Linked DNA regions of Mus musculus: regions 1 and 3 are each linked to region 2. The links are chromatin contacts, called in public HiChIP or PLAC-seq maps. All regions are on one chromosome and are shown on one strand. Each heading gives the region's core, a stretch centred on a gene start, on an enhancer-like site or on the middle of the called end of the contact. The rest is flanking DNA. Distances are from core to core; before and after follow the strand shown.

Region 1 (3,819 bases), core at 770-3,269, 320 kb after region 2:
TTTTAATAAAAGCTTACACATGGAAAAGAAATTACTGAGATAATGATAGCATAATAAGTATAAATTGTGGTACAAATCTCCTGGAGAGATAGGAATATCCCAGAAACATGGTCAAGAGTAGGTATATTAAAAACAAACCAAATGTTTTCAGTCTAGCATAGTTCAGGTTCAACAACACTGTTATAAAGTAATTATGATATTTTAATTGAGGGTGAATAACTGACTCTCATCCCTAAGGGGTTTAATTGTGAGTTTCAGAGATCTTTTAGCCAGTGTCACACCGATATTCACAAAGTGGCCCATCAAGGAGCCATTTCTGTGTTTATCAACATTTCTGACCAATCACTCATTAGTCTGAAGTTGGTAATCAGGCTTGTCTCCTCCACAGACTCGAGTTTACACAAGATGTAGGACTTTCTGTCTTCCAGAGAAGTCATATTTTGCCCATCACCTGCTGTGTATAAATAGAGTCCACTTGGAACATAAATATGCTAATTCATTTGCTATCATTTATGGTTGCATTGGCTGTAAAATGGCACAGTTGCATGTCTATCAGAGTTCACACTGTCCCTCAAAACCTAAAATATTTATTCTCTGGTCCTTTGCAGAAAGTTTGCTGAACTTATGGAGGAGTCCTAGTTAAACCGTTATCAATAGCATGCTTGTATTAAGCCTGATCAGGAGAAGTGACGTTGTGAGTTCCATATAAAACAAGCACTAAGTGAGTTTGTAAAGGAGACTTTGCTCCAAAAGGAATTACCACCCCATCTACTAAGGCCACTTATTATAAACACAGCCCTGAGAAGATGGCTGGATAAAGAAAGACCTGTGCCTTGTACATTAGGCAAACCCGAGCATGCCATTCAGGGCCCACCCCAAGGACTTCTGGAAAATAGCTCTTCCAACAATAGCTTTGTGGTATTTGTGAGGGCAAGTTAGATAAGAGAGAGAGAGACAGAGAGAGAGAGAGAGAGAGAGAGAGAGAGAGAGAGAGAGAGAGAGAGAGAGAGCCTAAAATGTCGCTTCTGGTATTCAGAGGATTCAGTTGTCAAAACCAGCTTCATACCTGAGACCGAAATTACAAACAAAGCAGGCAAAAAAGGTTGAGCGCTGCTTCCAGCTTCTATTATATAAGAAAACACCAGAGGAGAGGAAAAGATAAAGTTACCACGAGCCAGTTCACAGTGTGGTGTGTACTCTCATGTCTGCCCTTGAGAAAAAAGGTCCGTGCTAGTTACTTGACAAATCCCACTAAAACTCTTAAGGGTTTATCATACCATAGGAAATTCAGATAGGCTCTCTTAGGAGATTTTAAAGTTTGATCAAAAAAAATTCATTGAAATTGTTTTAATTTTAAAATTAAAAGCAAATACTGAATGTAAGACTTCTAGTCTAAGTACCATAAGATCAATTTGGAGTGAACAACAGAATAATGATGGTGGACTTTCTGGTATCTTATCTTTTTTACTGTTTGAGGGGTCTTTGTGATAATGATTCATACAGGAAGATTCATATCTTACTCATGAGTCATTCATTCGTATGAATAACTCCCTGGCTCACACCTGCACCTACTGAAAAGGAAGGAGAAAGTCCCCTCCCCCATCCCTGTGCCTGTAAACAATCAGGAAGTGGGCTAGGACCTGAAATTCTGCTCAGGAGGACTCCAAACCCAGAGGGCATCTGCAGCGTTGCTAGAGTTGATTGTCGCTTTGGAGAAAGGTTGTGGTTAGTAATGATGGTGGTGGTGCTTGGTGAAGGGGAAGTAACTGGTCTTCCGGGAAGACTTAGCATATTTACAAACAGGGAGAGGGTGGGTGTTTTGTTTTGTTTTGTTTTGTTTTGTTTTGTTTTGTTTTGTTTTGTTTTTCTGATTCTTATAGGTATCATGATTCCTTCTTATTCTCCAAGAAGTGTATTTTATCTTGTCTTGCATCATCTGGTTAGCCACAGACGTCATGAGTTGTTTTCCTCTGGCCCAATCATGTGGCTCAGTATTAGAGGGCTTGCTTGCTAAAGCACCATTCCTAGTTAACGTGAACTGAATCTGTATCTGTTGCTTGTAGTCAATGAACCTGACTAAGAGAGAGCCTCTACACAGTGCCTGAGAACGGTCTCCTTTTAACTCTACCAGTTCTACTTGACTGCGTGAGATCGTAAACGGTATCTACCCAGTCCCAATCTCAGGCCTTCCTTACTTTGAATATTTCATAAATATGTTTTAGAACATTCATATATTAGCATATAGATAGAGAAGCACTCCCACTCTGCTAATGTGTAAAAATGAGCAATGCTTTATATAGAAAGTAATTCATAAGGCTAATATGAGTATTATCCTGCAGAAGATCTCCAAGCTCAAGTTCAAATTGTATGTTTTCATTATTATTTCACACTAATGATACTCTTTGTGGACTATGATGATCACTGTTTTGTTTTGTTTTGTTTTGTTTTGTTTTTTCCCCTCTTAGCGCTGATTCTCTCTAGTCACAACTTAACTTCTTGGTTTGTGCACCTATCTCCTTGGACAGTGACATGGGCATAATCCAAATGTACATGGGATACATGAGAGAACAAATGTAGCTCAGATGTGTGGAGTATAGCAGGAGCTTGTATAAAGACTATTAATTTTGCATGGAGTAGGTTGGGGCATTCAGAATCTATTATAGGAAACAAAAGGCTATAAAAGCCAGTTTCTGTTCAGAGACTATAGTGCTGATATCAATACCCAATATGGACTAAGACAACTAACACTGGGCATGGGGGAGCCATAAGACAGCACAAAATGACAGACATTGGCTGTTTAGGAAACCTAAAAGTAAACAGTAATGCAATCTGTCATGTGACATATCTCTGACAAAATGTCACTTTTGTGTAATTCTGTATAAACATGGCTTTGAGGTAAAAAGGTTGGGCCCTTCATATCTGTCAGCCTTTGTTGTCCCTACCTCATTGAGCCAATGTGCCAGTCACTGTGTGTAATCATGCTTACCTATATGAGCCAACTTGTGCTTGGTCTGCTGGCATCTGCCTGCTTAGTGCTGTGTGCTATGAATAATGTATGTCCTAACTGTCTACAATTCCTTAGATCCCCTTCAGCCTCCGTTCATCCCTCCCACAACCCTTCTTCATTGTTGGTTTTGAAGGTTGGACCTCACACTGCTCCATAGTTGAAGTACACATTGGAGTTGGGGTAGGGCAGGGTTCTAGTAGCATGAGATAGATTTGTTGAAGAAAAAAGAACTTGTAAAAGAACAAATTAAAACATGTGACATATAGATGCCAACAGGGTGGGGGAGCATGGGAATAAATATACACAATGATAAGAATCTGTATTTCATTATAAGACGTTTGAAAGGAGTTCCACATTTAGGCAGGATACAACGTAATAAGATTAAAGGTTGTAGACATCTACTAGCAGGAGCAAGATGCAAAATGAGTTAGGAATCAAGATCAGAGAGCCTGGCATGCTAGCTCACACCTGTAAGATCAGCAGTCAAAAGACTGAGGCAGGAGAAAAGAAGGTCTGGGCTACATAGCAGAATCCTGTCTCAAAAAGTTAATTTGTCACTGAAAAGGGAGACATAACAACAGATCCTGAAGAAATCCAAAACACCATCAGATCCTTCTACAAAAGGCTATACTCAACAAAACTGGAAAACCTGGATGAAATGGACAAATTTCTGGACAGATACCAGGTACCAAAGTTGAATCAGGATCAAGTTGACCTTCTAAACAGTCCCATATCCCCTAAAGAAATAGAAGCAGTTATAAATAGTCTCCCAGCCAAAAAAAGCCCAGGACCAGACGGGTTTAGTGCAGAGT
Region 2 (3,513 bases), core at 813-3,312:
TAGATCCCACTTGGACACAATGCGCTGTGCTCCCCTTCATCCCCATGGCCTCGCTCATCCACCTCCCACTCCTACTGACTCCTGTATTCCCAGCTGGCCTCCTTCTAGCCGCCCCCCCCCGAAGGCATCACAGACAAGATGTTCTGTTCTTTCTTTCTTTCTTTCTTTCTTTCTTTCTTTCTTTCTTTCTTTCTTTCTTTCTTTCTTTCTTTCTTTCTCTCTCTCTCTCTCTCTCTCTCTCTTTCTTTCTTTCTTTCTTTCTTTCTTTCTTTCTTTCTTTCTTTCTTTCTTTCTTTCTTTCTTTCTTTCTGAGATAGGGTTTCTCTGTGTAGCCCTGGCTGTCCTGGAACTCACTCTGTAGACCAGGCTGGCCTCGGACTCAGAAATCCACCTGCCTTTGCCTCCCCAGTACTGGGATTAAAGACACGTGCCACCACTGCCCACCCCTTTCCTTTGTGTTTATAGGGCCCATTTAGGCATTCACAGCTGCTGAGCATCTGTGTTTGTACCCATCATGTCATAAACAGGTGACCGCAGACCTTCCCATCCATCAACTCCTTCAATGCTCCTGTATTCCCTCTTCTGTGATGTTTGCTGGACACAAGAGCAGGGTTACATAGATGTCCTGGTTGGAAGTGAACACTCAATAGTCATTTAGTCTCATCACTGTGGTCACTTATAGATCCCTGCTCTCATCATTGCCCACTGCTGAATCAAGGCTGAGAGTTGCACTAGTCTATGTGTATACAGATAAATGGTTACAAGGCAGGTTAATCCATTTGATACAACATCAGTAGTAGATTTCCCATAGCCTGGGACTTTCCTCACCTTAGGCTTTAATCAATTCTTTATTGCCAGGCATGTATTCCCTTCCATGCCTCTGCCTCAAATCTAATACAGAAGTTGTTGGTTCTTTTCCAGAGCATTCGTACCACTATTCCAACAGTAGACATATCTTTCCTGTCAGTTTAGTATTATAACACCAAGGGTCTATGATTGGGTGTGGTTGTTGTGGATGTCTTTCCTGCATCCACCTGCATAGCACCTTCCAGAACTATGAATGTTAGCGGGCAGGTAGGAAAGTTAGAGCTTAGCTTTAGGTTCATTTCTTTGTGACCTGTACCCAGAATACGTGGTGTCTTCATCAATAAGAAGTCGCTGTTTAGTTTTGCTTGTCAACCAAGAGCTTGGCAACAGCAACAGCCTGTATTGTTTGGGAGCCTCTGTGGGTTCTCTGGCCAACAGCTCATGGGAAGGTCTCCTTCACTTTGCCCTGGAACTTGACTTTGAAAACTGTGACTTTCTGAGAGTAGTGTTGACCACCCACATTTCTGTTCAATCTCCAGGGTTTTAGCGGGGGTTGGGTGGGCACAGTTAAAAACATTTCTGTTATGTTCTCTTGTAAAATTGTCAGTTCCTATATGGCTCTTTCATAATTCTTAGGTTTAGTTGACCTTCTTCCACCTTTTTTCTATCCTCCACATCCATCCCAGCTTTCCTCCTTTAGTGGTCCCCAATCCACTTTCATATTGTGTTTCACACTTCCCTCCTTAAGCTCTCTTCCTCTTACCTGATATTTATTGTGATTCCTTTCTTGTTACCTGGCCTCTGCTGACATTTCACCCTAACTTAAAATACAGCAATATAACACTTTGAGTTTAATATCTGTATGTAAGAGAGAATATACAGTGTTTGCCTTTCTGGGCCTGTGTTACCTCTCAGTGAAATTTCTTCCAGTTCTTCAGTGCTGAATAAAATTCCAGTGTGTGAACATACACATTATCATCAGTTGCTGGACATTCCAGTGTGTGAATATACACATTATCATCAGTTGCTGGACATTCCAGTGTGTGAATATACACATTATCATCAGTTGCTGGACATTCCAGTGTGTGAATATACACATTATCATCAGTTGCTGGACATTTGGGCTGCTCCCATTTTCTAGTTATTGTGAAGAGGGTAAGAGTGAACATGGCTATACAGGTGTCAGTATCATAGACTACAGAGTCCTTTGGGTGTACACACAGAAGTGGGCTATCTAGTCATATGGCAGATCTATTTTTAGCTTTATGAGAAACTTCCACATTGGTTTCTGTAGTGACTGTATCAGTTTACACTCCTACCACATCCTTGCCAGCATTTGTTGTTGTTTTCTTAATAAAGAGCATTCTTACTGGGGTGTGATGGAATTAGCATAGGTAAAACCTTTCTCAATAGGACCACAGTTACTCAGGAAACAAGGTCAACAACTGATAAATGGGACCTTATAAAATGAAAGAGCTTTTCAATAGCAAAGAAGCAACTTACAGGAGGTCAGTTAACTCTCTCTTTGAGAGCCACAGACTTGCTAACAATTCCCCCAACTCCAGCCATGAGAAGCCTCATTTGAAGTTGTGGGCTAGGGCTGTCTAAGAAAATCGCCCAAAACACAGCCTATTGCTGTTGTGTTTAATTACTTCCCAATGGTGGAAGGTGAGTCCCTATTGCTGATAAGATGCACTAAAGAAACAAGGCCCAGAGGCCTGCGATCTGGAACTGAAGTGAGTGCTCCCTAAGGACTAGTTTTCATGGTACCAAAAAAAATACTTTGCAAGCTTCCAAAGGAGAGAGGCAATCTACAGTCCCGCATACCTATGAACCACATCAAAGACCAATGTGGCACTATACCCTTACATGTGCAATAGTGGCACACATACTTTGGCAGTAGCCTACAATTTTCTAATTGGATTTAAGACCCACTCTACGAAAGGGATACTGTAGCTGGTACTAGATACTTAGCTAACTAATCAGTACTAGTGAAGTCATTTTTACTGGAGGAATCTTCAACCACTAGTTTACTAAACTAACATAACCCCTATCAATAATCTATAAACATTTCTACTTAAATAAGGACAAATACCCACAGGTGAGTGTACTCCTCAGTCCAGGTCAAGGGAACTTATCTTTGCAACAGAGGGTGACCAATCAACAGAGAGAGTTGTGGAGGCTGGCCTCAGTGGATACATCCACAAAACACTTGAACACCCAAGGCTCAAGGGACATTGTGGAAGGAAGGGGAATTGGGAGAGCCCCCTAAGTCAGAGGGCTTTGCTGTGAGATTGTGTTCCCTAGTTACATCAGAAGCTACACATATGAAGTCTATCCAGTATAACCAACTAAGCATGGGCTGAGCAAAGAGGACAGCAACAAACATTCCAAACTGAAGAGGAAAACCCACAAGGCCTCAGTCCTACACAAAGAACTATAGGCAATTGAGTATTTCTGGGACCAAGAGGTGTGGCCCTTCCCAGGGAAGAGCATACCAGTTAGTTGTCCAACACCAAGTGGTCAGCCCTGAAGACATACGGTCAAGTGTACAAGAGGCATTATATGGACTAAACAGCTTATCTTTGGGAATATATAAGTATATTTAAATACATGTATGCAAGCAGTAACTAAATAAAAAGAATGGGAGTAAACATTTGATAGCTATGTATCTGACAGGTTTAATATTTGTATATTATATATATA
Region 3 (3,512 bases), core at 694-3,193, 270 kb after region 2:
GAGGGTGGAACAAAATACTCACAGGAGGAAATATGGAGACAAAGTGTGGAGCAGAGACTGAAGGAAAGGCCATCTAGAGACTGCCCCACATGAAGATCCATCCCACATACAGTCTCCAAATCCAGATGCTATTGTGGATGTTGGGAAATGCTTGCTGACTGGAGCCTGATATGGCTGTTTCCTGAGAGCCTCTGCCAGAGCCTGACAAATACAGAGGCAGATGCTTGCAGCCAGCCATGGGACTGAGGACACAGTCCCCAGTGGAGGTGTTGAAGAAGGGACTGAAGGAGCTGAGGGGGTTTGCAGACCCATGAAGAGAGCAACAGTGTCAACCGGCCAGACGTCCCCCCACTCTGGAGCTCCTGGAAACTAGACCACCAACCAAAGAGTATACATGGAGGGACCCATGCCTCTAGCCCCATATCTGGCAGAGGATGGCCTTGTTGGACATAAGTGGGAGGAGTGGCCCTTGGGCCTGAGGGGGTTCCGTGCACCAGTGTAGGGGAATGCCAGGGCAGGAAGGCAGAAGTTGGTGGGTGAGTGGGTGGTGGAGAGACAGGGGAAGGAGTGATGGGATAGGGGGTTTCTGAAGGGGAGACCTGGAATGCGGAAAACAACTGATATGTAAATAAAGAAAATATCCAATAAAAAAGGAGTATATGCTGCTCCTATAGAGGTCATGGGTTCAAGTTTGAGGACCTACTCAAACTTGGGGTGCTCCAGGGGATCCTTATACCCTCCTCTGGTTTCCTTAGTTCCTGCATGCTTGTAGAATATAGGCATATATGCAGACAAAATACCTAACCCATGAACAATTCATAAACAAACTATTTAAAAGTTTCGCCTGCTATAAGCTCTCCTCCTCTGCCTCTCTGTCTATCTCTGTTTCTGTCTCTGTCTCTTCTTCTGAGTGTGTGTGTGTGTGTGTGTGTGTGTGTGTGTGTGTGTGTGTGTGTGTGTGTAGTGATCGTCAAGTTGGAAGCTTTGTTTATGCATGCTAGGCAAATACATTTCAGCTGATACACTGTAACTGAGCTCATCCTGCAGGAAATAAACAGGCCCTGGTAATCGTGAATCATGAATCTGAATTGGAAGAGTTGGGGAGGCATTTGATTAACTGCAGGGAAGAGAGGGAAGAGGCCAATGATGTAAATCCAGTATTTATATATGATTTTCTCAAAAACCAAATACATACTTTTTTTTTTAAAAAAAAGAAACCCCTTGGAACTTATTTTTAGGTCTGTTCCTTTTCAAAGTGTAGGAACTACCAATTTTGTAAAAAGCCACATCTCTAGGTACACTATGAGTGAAACTGCTTTGTATTTGAGAGAAGCTAAAGACATCTCAGTACTTGGTTTTAAAATCCATATGGCTGTTTGCTATGGACTCCTGCATATAATGAACTGCACACTAGCCATGCTGGGCACTTGGAGATAATGTGCAGAGAATCAACACTAATTCTTGATTCCAGTTCAAAAAGATTCATTCAACGACTCTATTGTATTCCTAGTATAATAACAGCCCCCAAACAATACTCCAATGTAATATTAAATGGGCTCCGGAGAATCAGAATTTGTTGTCTTGTTTGCTCATTGGTTTCTTTGATGTGTATGAAACCTCAGTCCAAAACAGAAAATATCCTAGACCTAGTTAAAGCCTCCAAGGTGAGCAGCACAGTGTGAGAGCTGGCAATGGAAAGTGCTGAAACCAGGCCTTTGTACAGTGACTCAAGACAACCAGAGCAACTAAAGGAAGGAGGTGGCTTGGAAGCGGTTTCCTTCTCCTTGGTGTGAAGATGTGGCTGTCACTTCTGATTGATGCCCAACCAACACTCCACTTTTGTCTCTTTTTTCCTCACAACACACCAAAGCTGCTTTACAGGGTCCTCCAGCTACATGTAATGTAAAGGAAACCAAATAAATAATGAATCTGTAGTCTACACAAAGAAGGCATTCATTTAAGAAGTATTAGCACATGCATTAGAATCTGTGGAAGAGGCAATGCACTCCCACTCCCACCCCCACGCACACTCCCGCCCCTACCCCCAGCTTCTTCAGCCTCTGGAAGATTCAGAAACTTCGACAAAGGGAAGTTCCTTTCCTTTGCCTTGGACACCACTCAAACACTAATACCTTGGCTCTGAATTTCAAACTCTTGAGAAGAAAAATCCAAATGACTTAACCAATATTTCTCTCAGACACAGAAAAGACTGGCTTTTGTCTAGAGTCCCACACATTCATGGATGCTGCAGATGGCACGTCTATGAAAACAATATATTTATTGAAAACATATCTGGGGCCTAGCTATTTATCCTCCACATAATTCTTTGTACGACACAAGCTACAATTCTAAATCTTCAGAGAAATATTTTCTCACACACTCTGTCATAAGGTCTGGAGTAAAAGGTAGCCAAGTTTGGACTATGTGGGTTTCTGTGGAATATTCTGCCACTGAAGCAAACATCACTTTACCGTACAAGGGAATTTTAGTTGTACTTATGTATTAGAGGGAATATATATTAACTGCCTTGTCACTATAATACTTCTTCAACACAACACTCATTGCTTTTTATTGGCAATTAGTTGGATATTAAATGCTAAAACTACAAAGTTTTCACTAAAATTCAGCTCAATTTAAATAATTTTGTTTAAATACTAATTGTTAATTTGAGAATTTTTCACTTAAGACAAGGTGTCCACTGTGTTATTATGTTAGTTCACTAGATGGAGCCAATAAGGTGCCTTTGTGAGTAAAAAGAGCTTAATAAATCAAATAGTATATTCTTGCCATTGTTGTTTTTTAAATAAGGATGTTGACATTTTTGAAAGAAGAAAACCAAGAAATACTGTATAGGCTTCACTGTAAGAGACCATGGGAGTTTTGTGATAGAGACTCATGGATTTTAAATCTCTTGAAAGAGATCCTACGGTCACAATAATTATCAATAGGTCCATTGCAGTGGTTAGGCGCTACATGTAAATTTCATTGTTCATTCTGAGTCTCCATCTTGGTTTGAGGAAATTGTCCTATTGACAATTTCCTTCTAAGCCTCGGGAGAGGAAAGATGACCCAAACTGAAACTAACACAAACCAAGAACTACCATTCAGGAAGCACCTTCTAGCAAGGCGTTACTGTCCATTCACTACAAACTTACTAAAATCTGAGTCAGACAAATACACTTAAACACTGTTGACTAAAACAGGAGGAAAGAACGTTCTGGGATAACAAGCCCCAACCACCAGGCCCAGCAGCCTGCCTTTATTGTCTTGTTCATCCAATGTTTAACTGTTGGCTAAATGAGTAGGCATGTCTCACGTTCTCAAGTTAATTTTCTTCCTTTTTTTTCCCCCACATAGTCAATATGTAAAACCATAGCTTTGTATACATGTATAGGTGCTATTATTTAGGGATATATCTATTCTAATGTGTTGTGTCCACAGAGGAAGCTGTCATGTGATTGAAGTAATCAGTAGTAACCTGGGAGCATTTTCCAGAGGAACTGATGTTATGA

The links. HiChIP or PLAC-seq counts read pairs in DNA pulled down with a chosen protein or histone mark.
Region 1: a BATF HiChIP or PLAC-seq map of CD8 T cells shows a contact between it and region 2, with 5 read pairs. The contact joins two enhancer-like sites. A contact is called at or near these places in 1 of 15 datasets of contacts at CTCF or cohesin (the NIH/3T3 cell line) and 1 of 115 datasets of contacts at active chromatin or transcription factors (CD8 T cells).
Region 3: a contact with region 2 is called in a BATF HiChIP or PLAC-seq map of CD8 T cells, with 7 read pairs. The contact joins two enhancer-like sites. A contact is called at or near these places in 2 of 15 datasets of contacts at CTCF or cohesin (CD8 T cells and the NIH/3T3 cell line), 1 of 484 Hi-C or Micro-C datasets (bone marrow-derived macrophages) and 8 of 115 datasets of contacts at active chromatin or transcription factors (CD8 T cells, the HPC-7 cell line, effector CD8 T cells and 2 more).

Annotation. Positions count from the first base shown.
Region 1 is chr10:19,266,617-19,270,435 of GRCm38.p6, forward strand. No RefSeq gene overlaps it. Among named protein-coding and RNA genes, the nearest start is that of Gm40607, 25 kb to the left of the region's middle. Within about 2 kb of position 2,020, at least 23 of the 459 cell types and tissues checked have an H3K27ac peak or open chromatin away from gene starts, as enhancers often do. A contact at or near this core is called in CD8 T cells, where this site is marked.
Region 2 is chr10:18,944,844-18,948,356 of GRCm38.p6, forward strand. No RefSeq gene overlaps it. Among named protein-coding and RNA genes, the nearest start is that of Tnfaip3, 69 kb to the right of the region's middle. Within about 2 kb of position 2,063, at least 5 of the 459 cell types and tissues checked have an H3K27ac peak or open chromatin away from gene starts, as enhancers often do. A contact at or near this core is called in CD8 T cells and effector CD8 T cells, where this site is marked.
Region 3 is chr10:19,213,363-19,216,874 of GRCm38.p6, forward strand. No RefSeq gene overlaps it. Among named protein-coding and RNA genes, the nearest start is that of Gm40607, 28 kb to the right of the region's middle. Within about 2 kb of position 1,944, at least 10 of the 459 cell types and tissues checked have an H3K27ac peak or open chromatin away from gene starts, as enhancers often do. A contact at or near this core is called in CD8 T cells and effector CD8 T cells, where this site is marked.